Linked DNA regions of Sus scrofa: region 2 is linked to region 1. A link is a contact called in public Hi-C data. All regions are on one chromosome and are shown on one strand. The core of a region is the stretch at or near the end of the contact, and the rest is flanking DNA. Distances in the headings are between cores, read along the strand shown. Region 1 overlaps ELMO1 (engulfment and cell motility protein 1). Region 2 overlaps ELMO1 (engulfment and cell motility protein 1).

The links. Hi-C and Micro-C count contacts between places; a contact is called where the count stands out from the background.
Region 2: a contact with region 1 is called in a Hi-C map of fetal liver, with 1.5 times the contacts expected there. The contact joins two enhancer-like sites. A contact is called at or near these places in 1 of 5 promoter capture datasets (liver), 14 of 47 Hi-C or Micro-C datasets (alveolar macrophages, blood, embryonic fibroblasts and 7 more) and 2 of 2 datasets of contacts at active chromatin or transcription factors (alveolar macrophages and skeletal muscle).

What each region holds. Positions count from the first base shown.
Region 1 is chr18:36,790,086-36,795,875 of Sscrofa11.1, reverse strand. The region is part of intron 5 of ELMO1 (engulfment and cell motility protein 1); the gene reads right to left. Among named protein-coding and RNA genes, the nearest start is that of ELMO1, 38 kb to the right of the region's middle. Within about 2 kb of position 1,890, at least 14 of the 83 cell types and tissues checked have an H3K27ac peak or open chromatin away from gene starts, as enhancers often do. A contact at or near this core is called in fetal liver, where this site is marked.
Region 2 is chr18:36,943,973-36,949,618 of Sscrofa11.1, reverse strand. All of the region lies in intron 8 of ELMO1 (engulfment and cell motility protein 1), which reads right to left. Among named protein-coding and RNA genes, the nearest start is that of ELMO1, 190 kb to the right of the region's middle. Within about 2 kb of position 3,703, at least 6 of the 83 cell types and tissues checked have an H3K27ac peak or open chromatin away from gene starts, as enhancers often do. A contact at or near this core is called in fetal liver, where this site is marked.

The DNA of each region.
Region 1 (5,790 bases), core at 641-3,140:
TTACCAACAAGTATTGTGTATTTATTCAGGTAGGCCTAGAAGGAAGGGGTATAGCTGCCATCTTTCCTGGGATGGGACTCCCTCCACCTGTCCCCTTTCATCTACCTTCCCTGTAGACTTGGGACTTATATTTCTCATTGAATTCCAACTGTGTCTTTTCTTTCTCTCAAATCCTTTAGCACTCCTTTCTGCTCAATCCAAATGCCCAGCTGCTGGTAGAGCTTACACAAGCTCTCTTGCAAACTTTCTCCCTACTCCCCTGATAGTGGGGTACCCTGGACACAGTAGGTTCTTTCTTTTAACGCTCAGATTTCTAGATCTGGGAGTTCCTACTGTGGCTCAGTGATTAATGAATCTGATCAGCATCCACGAGCCATGAGGAAACAGGTTCGATCCCTGGCCTTGCTCAGTGGGTTAAGGATCAGGCTTTGCATGAGCTGTGGTGTAGGTCTCAGACGCAGCTTGGATCCTTCATTGCTGTGGCTGTGGTGTAGGCAGGCAGCTACACCTCCAATTCTACCCCTAGCCTGGGAACCTCCATATCCCGTAGGTACGGCCCTAAAAGTCAAAAAAAAAAAAAAAAATTTCTAGATCCATCTTAAAGACCCCTCCTTGTGCACCCCTTCTTCAGTGAACTGCACACACTCTAAATACACATTGATCCATTTTATAATGAGGATCTATTAATGGGTCTGTTTCTCATACAAGCCCCCTCCCCACACTACTCATGTGAAGTGGGTCTTATAATGTCCATCAAGAGCCTGACTACGGGACATAATATGTGATCAAAACGGCTGCTGAATGAATGAATGAATGAATGAATGATCCTGTATTATGATGGGTGCTTCAAGCCCAGCAATATTTCAGTTTTAAAATATTTATGTGCATTTTAAATATGTCGCACATTTATTTTTAAAATATACTACAGTGACGAAATAAATCTTTATTGTGCTTCTCTCATATTAATCCAGGCAAATATTCTCAAAACGCTCACCTGAAGACTGGAGGGTAACTGGGTAAAGAGTTCTAATGATGTGAAGTCACTTCCAGGCAGTGGACTAAGATGAAAAATGATGGAAACATATTTATTCCTTGATACAAGTGTTGATTTAATGTAATTTATACTGACTTGCTAAAAAAGAGACAAGCACTGGAGAAAACAAGCAGGTGATATAATACTTTCTTTGCTCCTAAAGACCTTCCAGTACTGGGAGAGCTGCGTGGTTGTGTGCGTGTCTGTGTGTCTTTCTCTCTCACACACACGTACATAGACAACACACACTTACTGTTTATTGTGTGAAAGAATTGGTCCCATTCCCCCCAGTCTAAATCTTGGAATACATGGTCACTTCCCACGTCGTAGCCCAGAGTTGGAATAACCGGGGCATGAGGTCCACTATAAAAACGCTGTGAAAATGACGGGGCGGGGCAGTGGTGAGGGCGGGCAGGAGTCAGGTCAAAACCAGCCTTACTGAGCTTGTTGGAATTCTCTCGTCACTCAGCCAAAAATACGAAATCTAACCAAAGTCCCTCCACTGGCTCCCACCTCCAAGCCACATGCCTTCTGGAGGCCAAGGGCAAAGCCAGCCGTAGCTCTGAATTTGGATTAAAGAGCCTGAAAACAGAAAAAAAAAAAATTTATTTTGAAATGCATTACGCTTCGAAATTAAGGGTAATTGTGTGTAGCAGCCTGGAAAATATAGCTCATCCAGGAATGCTCAGCCACAGAACCCCACAGCAGAAAACACTGGCTTTCGAAATGCAATCTAAAAAGAAAAAAAAAAAAAAAAAAAAGAAGGCACAAAGGGCGGAAGGAAGGGTGGAGGGCAGCTATAGGGCTGTGACTTATAAGAAAGCACTGCCTCAAGGAGACATAGCTAGAGCACAAGCCCTGCAATATCGCCACGTTGCTGAAGCCACTAGATGCTGCACTGCTACAGGGGCTGAAGAGAGAAGGTAAATAAAAAGGTTGACAGATAATTACGTAAGAAAACAAATGTGGCAAGATGAGGGCAGAAATCTAACGGACAGAGTGGAAAAGGACTCCCACATGTAGCCGTACTTTAAAGCAGTGTTCTGCTCACACTAATGGAATATCAATATCTGTTATTACCCAAATAGCCAAGGTGTATTTTACAAGCAGAGGAGGTCTTTCACCCAGTTAACTCTTTCCCACGCAGACATGTCCTTAATCTTTGCCCGAGACCTCTGCATGAGCCCGGCTGAGCTCCAGGACCACGGTCCTGCTTCATGTGTCTTACTCCCGTTATGTGGAGGTTACACTGCACGCAGTAACCAGTGGCCAGAATTCAAGACCTTGTGCAAACTCAGACGCAAACTACTAGCTACAGTTTTTGTTTTTGTTTTTCTTATGGGTTTTTTTTTCCCAGCCAGAGGGTGCCAGGAAGAAACACAAACGAAATTCAGGCTTGAAACCGACTTGCGTTAGGAAGACAATTACAACTACAGGAGAAAAGGAAGCCAGGGAGGAAGTTTGGAGAACCAGAGGAAATAAATGAACATAAGGGTGAGACCATCCATCCCTGAATAAACCACCTTAGGGCAAAGACACAACCAGTAAATAGAAAACTGGGGCACTTATAACCGCTGTCTGAGAGCCCACAACTGGACCGATTTATGCAAGAAAACATAACAGTCATTCTTAATCGGGGGAGGGAGGTTGGCAATTGGCAATGTCTGGAGATGTATTTGGTTATCACAACTGGGTGCCCTTACTGGCATCTGCTGGGGAGAAGCCAGAGAGGCTAGTAAACATCCTGGAATGCACGGGACACTCCCCACAACAAAGAATTATCCAGCCCCAAATGTCAACAGTGCTGAGGTTGAGACCGCCTGATATAAAGGGTCAACACAGAATGGGCAATAGCCTGCAGGAAGAAAAAGAAGAGAATCAGTAGCCTCAGCATCATCTAAAGGAGAAATCATCCTGGTTAAAGACTCCAGTCTCTGTTCACGTAGCTGGCATTAATCTACAGGGCAGGAGAAGTAGCAAAAATTATGACTAGCTGGAAAATCCTCTGCTGGATGTATTCCCTCTCCCCAACGGATCCCCTCACCACCAATTGCTTCTATGCTTTGCTATCACCATGACTCATCCACAGAGGATAAAAAATGTTGGCTAAAGAATATATGTCTATTCCTCTTGGCAAACATCATTCTCATTTTTGATTAATGAACTGCATTCTGGCTTACACACTTCAGCATCATGCATGAACTTGGGTGATGGGCATGCTGTCCTTGAGAGAAGGATCCCCCGAGACGAAAGAGGTCAGCTTTGGGATGTGACATCCAAAGGTAGGCACTAACTCTGACAACCTTGGCCTCAGTGATGGCAGACACACCCATGGGTGCCATGGCAACCCAGGACATATCCATCAGAACCAGGGCATTTCTACGGGCATGCAGCAATGAAGGATGCGCTGCAGCATAGCTCAACGTGGAGGTGCTGGCCTAAGACCAGGCTAGTCCTAGAGAACCATCAAGAGAGCAATGAAAACGACACAGACACACAAATAGCAGGGGAGGAAGAGTCAGAAAAGCTGGGTGGAGGCTCAGATCTACCCTCCAATATGCCAGTGACATTTCATTGCTCCAAGCTTCATCTGTACAACGGGATAACAAAACTATAGGAGTTATTCCCCTCCATTTCCAAAACAGCATTCCAGAAGGAAGTGCAGCAGCTGTCGGCAAAAGGAGGAAAATCTTGCGTGGATCGAGTGGCTCCAGGCCCGCGGGGGCAATGCTCAGTCAGGGCCTACTCTACCCTGAGGTCCTAAAACCACTGCTCCTTATCCAGCAAGTACAACCCACCCAACACAGAGTACGTTTCCCAGTGTTTTCCACTGAGGAAAGTTCCATTCCCTACATTAAGTGTCAGGTCTAAAATAGCCAAAACTAGCCTCAGGTCCTAAAATTGAGGTTCCAATAATAATCCTGCTCAGATTCTAGAACTCGGGGTCTGTGGGGGCCCAGAGCATGGACTGAGACTCACCACCTCTTTCTATTTATACATGTGACTAATTTCTCTACTCAGCACTTTGCCAGGTTGTTGCTGTGGTTAATTCTGTTTGATGAGCTAGCATTTCTTCTCCCACGTGGATTCCTATCGGATACTCACCCCACCTTAGGCCAGTGACAAAATTCTGCTCACACTGACGTGTACTTATTCTATGACAGTTTAGAAAACATAGTACCACGTCTCCAGTTGAATAAATTAATTGTGGATCATAAGAGTGATTTGAAGGCTTCAGTTCTGACTATGACAAAGAAATTCCGATTGTTAACACTCAGCCTGAACTATCCAGGGAACTAAAAACTGCAACTGGCGTATGCATTGTGCTTGCAGGCCGGCTCTGCTGTAACCAAAAATGCTGTGCTAGGCATATCCAGAGGCTGTCACGGGCCACACACATTTCATGGGCGCTTTGGCCCCTGGATAGATAGCTGGTCTTCAAAATCCTGATGTTTTGGATCATGCTAAAGGAAGGTCTCAGCCTTTTTCTTCTTTGGTTGGCCAGTTCCAAGCCCTGGTCACCTAAGAAGCTTAATCTAATTATGGATCACAGCAGTGTGGCTGCCACCAGAAGAGATTACTACTGTCTTTGCAAACCTCTGAATGTAATTAAAATCACACATAGGGGGACTGTGAGGCGCAAAATATGAAAGGAAAAGTTCAGTGGAATAAAGGTCCAAAGACCTCAAAAGTTTAAAGACCTCAAAAGCTCTAAACTGCAACTTGGCCCAAAGAAAGTACTTGCAGCTGTTATCAGAGTTATTACATGTAAACTACTCTCTGTTCACATCAGTGGAGTGAAAAACATACACCTGGATCTCCAGCTTTGCCAAGACGGCAGCATCAGGGCCCAGCAGACCATCAAGTTCTATAAACAGTAACATTTTAAAAGTGCACTCAATGGCTGATGCTCTTACTGCATCAGACTCAACATTTGGAAAAGACATCTCTTGCAGGAGATTAAACCAACAGCATTTTGTAAGGATTGGGGCGGGGGGCAGTGTGGAGGTGCTAAATGTTTCTTAAAGTATGGCCTTATGAACCACGTTCATCAGAATCCCTGGCAAATGGTTTAAAATGCACATCCTAGGGCCTCCAGAATTATAAAAACAGACTTTTGTTCGTCTCGACCCACATTAAGCAATACATTCGACATTAAGATTTGGTGTCTGGGGAGTTCCCGGTGTGGCGCAGTGGTTAACAAATCTGACTAGGGACCATGAGGTTGCAGGTTCGATCCCTGGCCTCCCTCCGTGGGTTAAGGATCTGGCGTTGCCGTGAGCTGTGGTGTAGGTTGCAGATGCGGCTCGGATCCCAAGTTGCTGTGGCTCTGGCATAGGCCGGTGGCTACAGTTCTGATTAGACCCCTAGCCTGGGAACCTCCATATGCTGCGGGAGTGGCCCTAGAAAAGGCAAAAAGACAAAAAAAAAAAAAAAAAAAAAAAAAGATTTGGTGTCTGTTTTGTAAAACATTCTATTTTCTACTATATTCTCTTCTATTGCATGTGTTCAACTGCTGTTCTGGACCTAACAGACTGGTATTCCGATCCATTCCTGGTTGCAACCTTAAGCTTCAAAAACACTAGACTAGTTGACTAGAAGAAGCAGAACTGGAGTTGTGTAACCAGCAGCCAACACTTGAGGCTTTGTGCTGCAGAGAGGGTTTAGTAATCCCTTACCTTTTCTAAGTTCAACAGAAAGTGTGTCTTACAAACCAAACTATCCACTTGGATGGTTTCAGGCATTAAAAGGTGGTT
Region 2 (5,646 bases), core at 2,454-4,953, 150 kb before region 1:
ATAGCTGCCAAGAAGATAAGTTATTTGCCCAACATCATGGAGGGGGAAGGGGGGATTCAAACCTGTCCTGCTGAGGAGCAGAGGAGCTAACACCAGAAGCTGTGTGCTCTCTGGAAAAGATAAGAAGATCTAGACCTTGCATTTGTCTTTAGAGAGGTGAGCTCATCACCTGGTCAACAGACATGAGAGCAAAGACTTAAGAGTAGTATTAACAAAAGCTCTGCATATTCCCAGGCACTCCCCAGGGCGTCCACAGGGTGGGAGCAGGGCTGGGGCAGCCTCAAGCCCTTGACCTCCAGGCCCCCTTCTTGTCTCCTGCAATGCTGACTCCTGACTTTCTGGGATCCAAGTATGAGTTCTTTGCAGGAAGGGACTCAAGGATTGTTTGTTTAAACCAAAAGCAACATTAAAACCAGTGACAGGCAAGGCTGAGTTTAACTTTCCCCCACCTCGTACCAGCCGTATGTGCTCAGTGCAAGCTACTTAACCACTCTGATCTAAGTTTACTCTTCCCTAAAATGGGAAGCACAAGTCATTGCCTAGAGGATGTAGTAAGCAAGAGAGGTGACAGATGAGCTGTGTCTGGCCCAGAATCGGTTCAAAAATGAGAGCAATCAGGACTGTTACACCAAGAGCAGCGTGCATCCCTTTTGTCTGTGCCTTCTCAGTTGGCAGCTCATTTGCCTTCTGTCTCTTGCTCTTCCCTAAAAAAAATTTTTTAATCAGTGCTTTATATTCGGGACTAAAAAAGATAAGTAGAAGAGCCACTGATATGTGCATTAAAATCTTCAAGGTCCTGACAGAAAGGTAGATCAAAATCAAACACAGACATCTGCTTCAGAGATTATTCTATCAGGAAAATCACAGCGACCCCACCTCTTGTATTAGGGGCTGATGGAATCCTTTGCTCTCTGAGGATGCCTAACTTGGGATGTAAACAAAGGAAAAGGCTTGGCCTGGCTCTAATTTCACAAATTCCATCCAGACAGTGTAGAGCATCCCTTAAGAGGTGGGTTTCCAGGTAGGACAGTCTCAACTGGACCCACATTTCACTTGTTACCTAGGGAATCTGGTACAAGTGACAGCAGTCCTTTTTGCACCAGCTTGTTCCTGTGTAAAATAGGGCTGGTGCCTGTCTCCTAAGGCTGCTCGGAGGATTAAATGAAACAATCCATTTAAAGAGCTTAGAACAGTGAATGGCACATGGCAAACACTCATCCAAAAAAGTTAGCTCTTTATTCATAACTGATAATATCCAAAAGGCACGTTGATGCATATGCTTAGTTGTATTTAGCTCATCTCTATATGTAATCCGATCCGTAAAAATAATAGTATGATCTATGTTATCCTAAGTCTAAGACCCTAAAGGCAGCAGCACGCATACAGCAGAATAAAAAACATTAGCAACCGTATGCCTCTTCTATCAGCAGATCAGAGTGGCTGAGGAGGAGGCCTGGCACACAGCATGCTCCACATCAAAGGCTGGGAACCCTGCACTCACCCTTTTTTCATACTCGGGCCTCTAGGTCTGTTTCAGAGGGGTCTTCTTTGATGCAATCCTCCAAGCGTTCAATAAGGGCGGTGTGTGTGTGTGTGTGTGTGTGTGTGTGTATGATTTTACTTACTTATCCTGCCTACTGGCTATCTCCCCTCTACCCGTGAACATACACTACCTGCCACGGCACTGGCAGGCACTGTTCTCCCTTCCTGCAGTGAGCAATAGACTGGCCAGCTTTGTCTCATCAACAGGTTGTCAGGTTGTGCCGGTGACCTTTGGGAAGCAGCTTTCAACAGGACCAACCCAGCAGCATTCACCTGCGTCCAGGGTCACCTTTACCCAGCCCGCTAAGAAACACTACTAGCTGACATCTAAACTGACATATAAAAGCATGTGGGGAAGGAAAGAAAAAAAAATGGGCAAACTCCCTCCCTCCAAATAGAGAGGGGATTCTGTAAAAACGAAGACTGTATCCATCAGCTCACCGTGCTAGGAAATTGCTCCGTGCCCCTTTCTGGGAAGTCAGTCTTTAATCCCCATACCTTTACGTGGCTTCAGAATCACCACGGGCATCAAAATGCAGGTTTCCAGGACTCCCACCCCTCTGGAGCCACTCACTCAGGGGTCTGGGATGCTGCACATCACTAGGCTCCCAAGTAATTCGGAGGCACAATAAAGTTTGGCATCTCTGCAGTCTGATGCGTAAGACCACAGAGCACACGGGGCGTAAGTATTCTGAATTTCAAGGTAATAAAGTGAAGCAAACAAGACTCATGCCAGCTCCCCAAAATGGAAGAGGAGAAAGCAGCAGAAAGAACAGTTCTGCAGGAAAATGTCCAAACAGCACACAATGTTCAGGAAAATGACAAGGGGCCCAGTGACAGCCCGCGAAAGCCCCGCTGTCGCATTTACTCACACCCAGCAGTGGCAGACTGTACTAGCCCCTGACATTCACAGGCGTCTCCATAGGACGTCTTTGTGTTCCCCCACAGAGCCAGCTCCGTGACTCGGCCTCTGTGCGGATGGGATAATAAGATCCTGCAGAAAAATGTCACTGTTGTCATAGTTTTTCCCTCTGAAATTGGTTTTTCTCAGTATGCCAACTTTCTATCTGGCCGGACAAATTAAGAATTATTCCCTGGTCAAAAATTCCAAATTCTACCCCTCTTCCTGTTATTGAGCAAGGAAAGCAGGAGGTCAGGGGTGGGGTGGGGGCGGAATTACGACCCCCCCCCCCGCCCCCCCAGGTCCAGGCGGCTCCAGGGTCTTTTCTTGGCTCTGTCTCTCTTCCTCCTCATTCTGTCTTTGTCCATCTCCCTCTCCCGATGTGACGAGGTCCTTCCTTTGGACGTATGACTAGGAAATAACACAGTTCTTCAGACTCATTACTCGATTATCACAAAGACTGATTTTGCGTGCAAACCTGATCCTTTCTGTCCTTTGTATGTTCATTTTTGTGATCTTCGAATTTTGGGGCTGAAGGAAATAACGAAGGACAGCGTATGACATGCTGGTTGCTAGGTTACAGAGCGATGCCTCTACACGGAGGACTACGGGTCTACCATTTGAGGAGGAGGACAGAAATACTCGAAAATAAATCCCAACCCCCTATAAGCCAGGGAAAAAAGAGGTGAGGGTGGGGGAAAAGGATAGGAAAGAAGGGGTGGCAAAACCTCCTAAATGCCCATTCCCCATAACTAACACTCCAGCCTTTTCAGGTCCTGAGCATCAGCCACCACGGTCCTCCCTCCCCTCCCCGCCCAACCCCAGGGGACTTTAGCAGTTTATCACCACCCGTGGATTGAAGCATCTGAATTTGACTTCTTTTCCACCCCCCTTTTTTTCTCATGTTCCTAACTAGATGCTAGTCCCAGGTATGGTTTTTCTTTAATCATTTCCTTCTCACTGCACCCAGGGACCCTTCACACGGTTCCCAAACCCAAAAGGCAGACAAGCCAGGTGTTGAGTAAGATAGCGTCCACTGCCCTTTTGTGCTGTATAAACACAGACCATGATGAAGGAAGGCCTGGGAGGCTTTGTTCTCTTTCTACCTGTCACGAGACCTGGGTGAGGGGAGTGGCAGGAGGCAGAGAGACAGCCCCACTGGAGCCCAAGGAGTCTCTGGGACCTGGTGAGCCCCAGGGGAAGAACGGGAGGAGAAGGCCTGTCTCCCTTGGCATTTTACTCCACTGCTTGTAGAAGAGGAGATAAAGAACAATGTTTTACTGGAGAAGAACCTGCTTATCTTAAAGGAACAGGCCCTCTTAGATGTTCTCTGCTGCTAAAAAGAGGCGCCCCTTTAGAAAGGTGGGGAAGCTGCTAGTTCCCTAGCCAATTTCACATGGCAGGAGTGAGAACACATCTGCCTTTACCCGGTGACCGGATCCCAGGCCCAAAAGCTCAGGGCAGAACCTGTCCATGTCTACATCCATGTCCCTCTAACACCTTGGACAAGAACCATCGGAGTGCGGTCTGTTAAGAAATGATGGAAGGTCGTTATTTAGATGGTGAATCTTGAACGCAGCTTTGAAGTCAGAGTAGCCAGTCCCCTTCGGCACAGAGGTGAGGAGGATAATTTTGACAACACGGACAGGAGAATAAGCACCAGCAAGGTACACTGTGAGCTTCAAAGAGTGAGGATATGTATTCAAAAACTCTCTTTCCACTTCAGGGCTGGACTGGGGGAATAATAAGGGAGTGAGGATGATGGACCAGCAGGGGTCTGGGGGCCTGGAGCCAAGTGCACTGGGCTGGAAGGAAGGAAGCCCAGGCTGAGCCTGCACGAACTGACTTCCCATGTGACCTTGGGCAGGTCCGTTGGCTTCAGTCTCCTCATCAACGGAATGGAAGCAAGGGGCCCAAGCCCAAGGTCAATTCTCTTCACTTCTCTTTTATTCGCAATGCAGTAAAGAGGGGACATTTAAGGCTTTTGAGCAAGTTGGCCGATATGATGAAGGGGGTGTGTGAGAGAAACGAATCTATCAGGAGCAGTGAATCAGACTGGAAAGGGAGGAAATCAAGGAGACCGGGCAAGGTGGTGGAGGGACCCAGCAGTACCCTGCCACCTTGCAGGGCTTGGCACGTCCTAAGTTAGACCCCAGGCTCCAACCACGCAACCACTGGCTCTGAGCATCTCTCGTCTCCAATTTAACAATCTAATAGATGAGCCCAAGAACCAAAAAGCTAGGAAGCAATAAGTTCTATGACAAAAATATGTGCCTTCCTCCCATTCATAAGTTGAAGGGCAGTAAATAGACACCCATTTTTCATGGGTGATTTTGTAACGTTTAACAAAAGCCTTAAAAATCAAAATCAAATTCTATGTATTTTTCCTTTGGAAACATCAGCGATGCAGCCATTTACATAGGATGTCTATGGCAGCATTGCTTATAACAGAGAAACAAAACTAAAAGCAAGCCCAAGTGGTCCAGCTGTTCATTTATTGCCTCTCAACCCTGAATCCAACATTCTTGGCTGGACGTTGTATCCTGGAGTTGGCCCTTGCAGGCATTTTTCCTCTGCCATCTGGAAGAATGTTAAAGAGCATACTGGAATAATCCTGCCTGAGCCTAGAAAGGCAGTTCGGTTTCGATCCGCTCTTATATGATTGTTATTATTAAATGTAGAAACCCTCGGGCCTCATCCACCCTAGGGTCTCTTCCACCCTCAGGCCCTTCTACGCAGCTCTGCTTACTCCACCATCAGAAGCCACTTCTAAGTAGCTCTGCTTACTCCACCTGCCAGCAACAGACACACTCCCGTCCTTCAGCACAGGCCTGCCTCCTTCATCACTGCAGGGTGTGCCTGGGGGAGCCGTGCCCTCTTTGAAGAAACCTGGGGAAGGGGCAGTTCCCTCTCTTGGTCTTTAGTGCTTAAACTGTTCTCTCCTCTCCATGCTAGAGGCCACAGCTACTTTGCTGCAACCAGAGTCCTTTTTTTTTTAACCCCTGTGCCTATAGTTAACATTTACCAATTTTTAAGTTTTCCCTTTTCAAATAATGGCATGGTTTCTATGTTCTGACTAAACCCTGACAGATTTACCACGTCTTCCAAATGTTACTTAATGTGAAGGAAAATTTAAATAAATATAGTAAAGCTGGCCAATGATACATAATACAGCCATTGGAGTGTGCTGGTATGAAAGAATA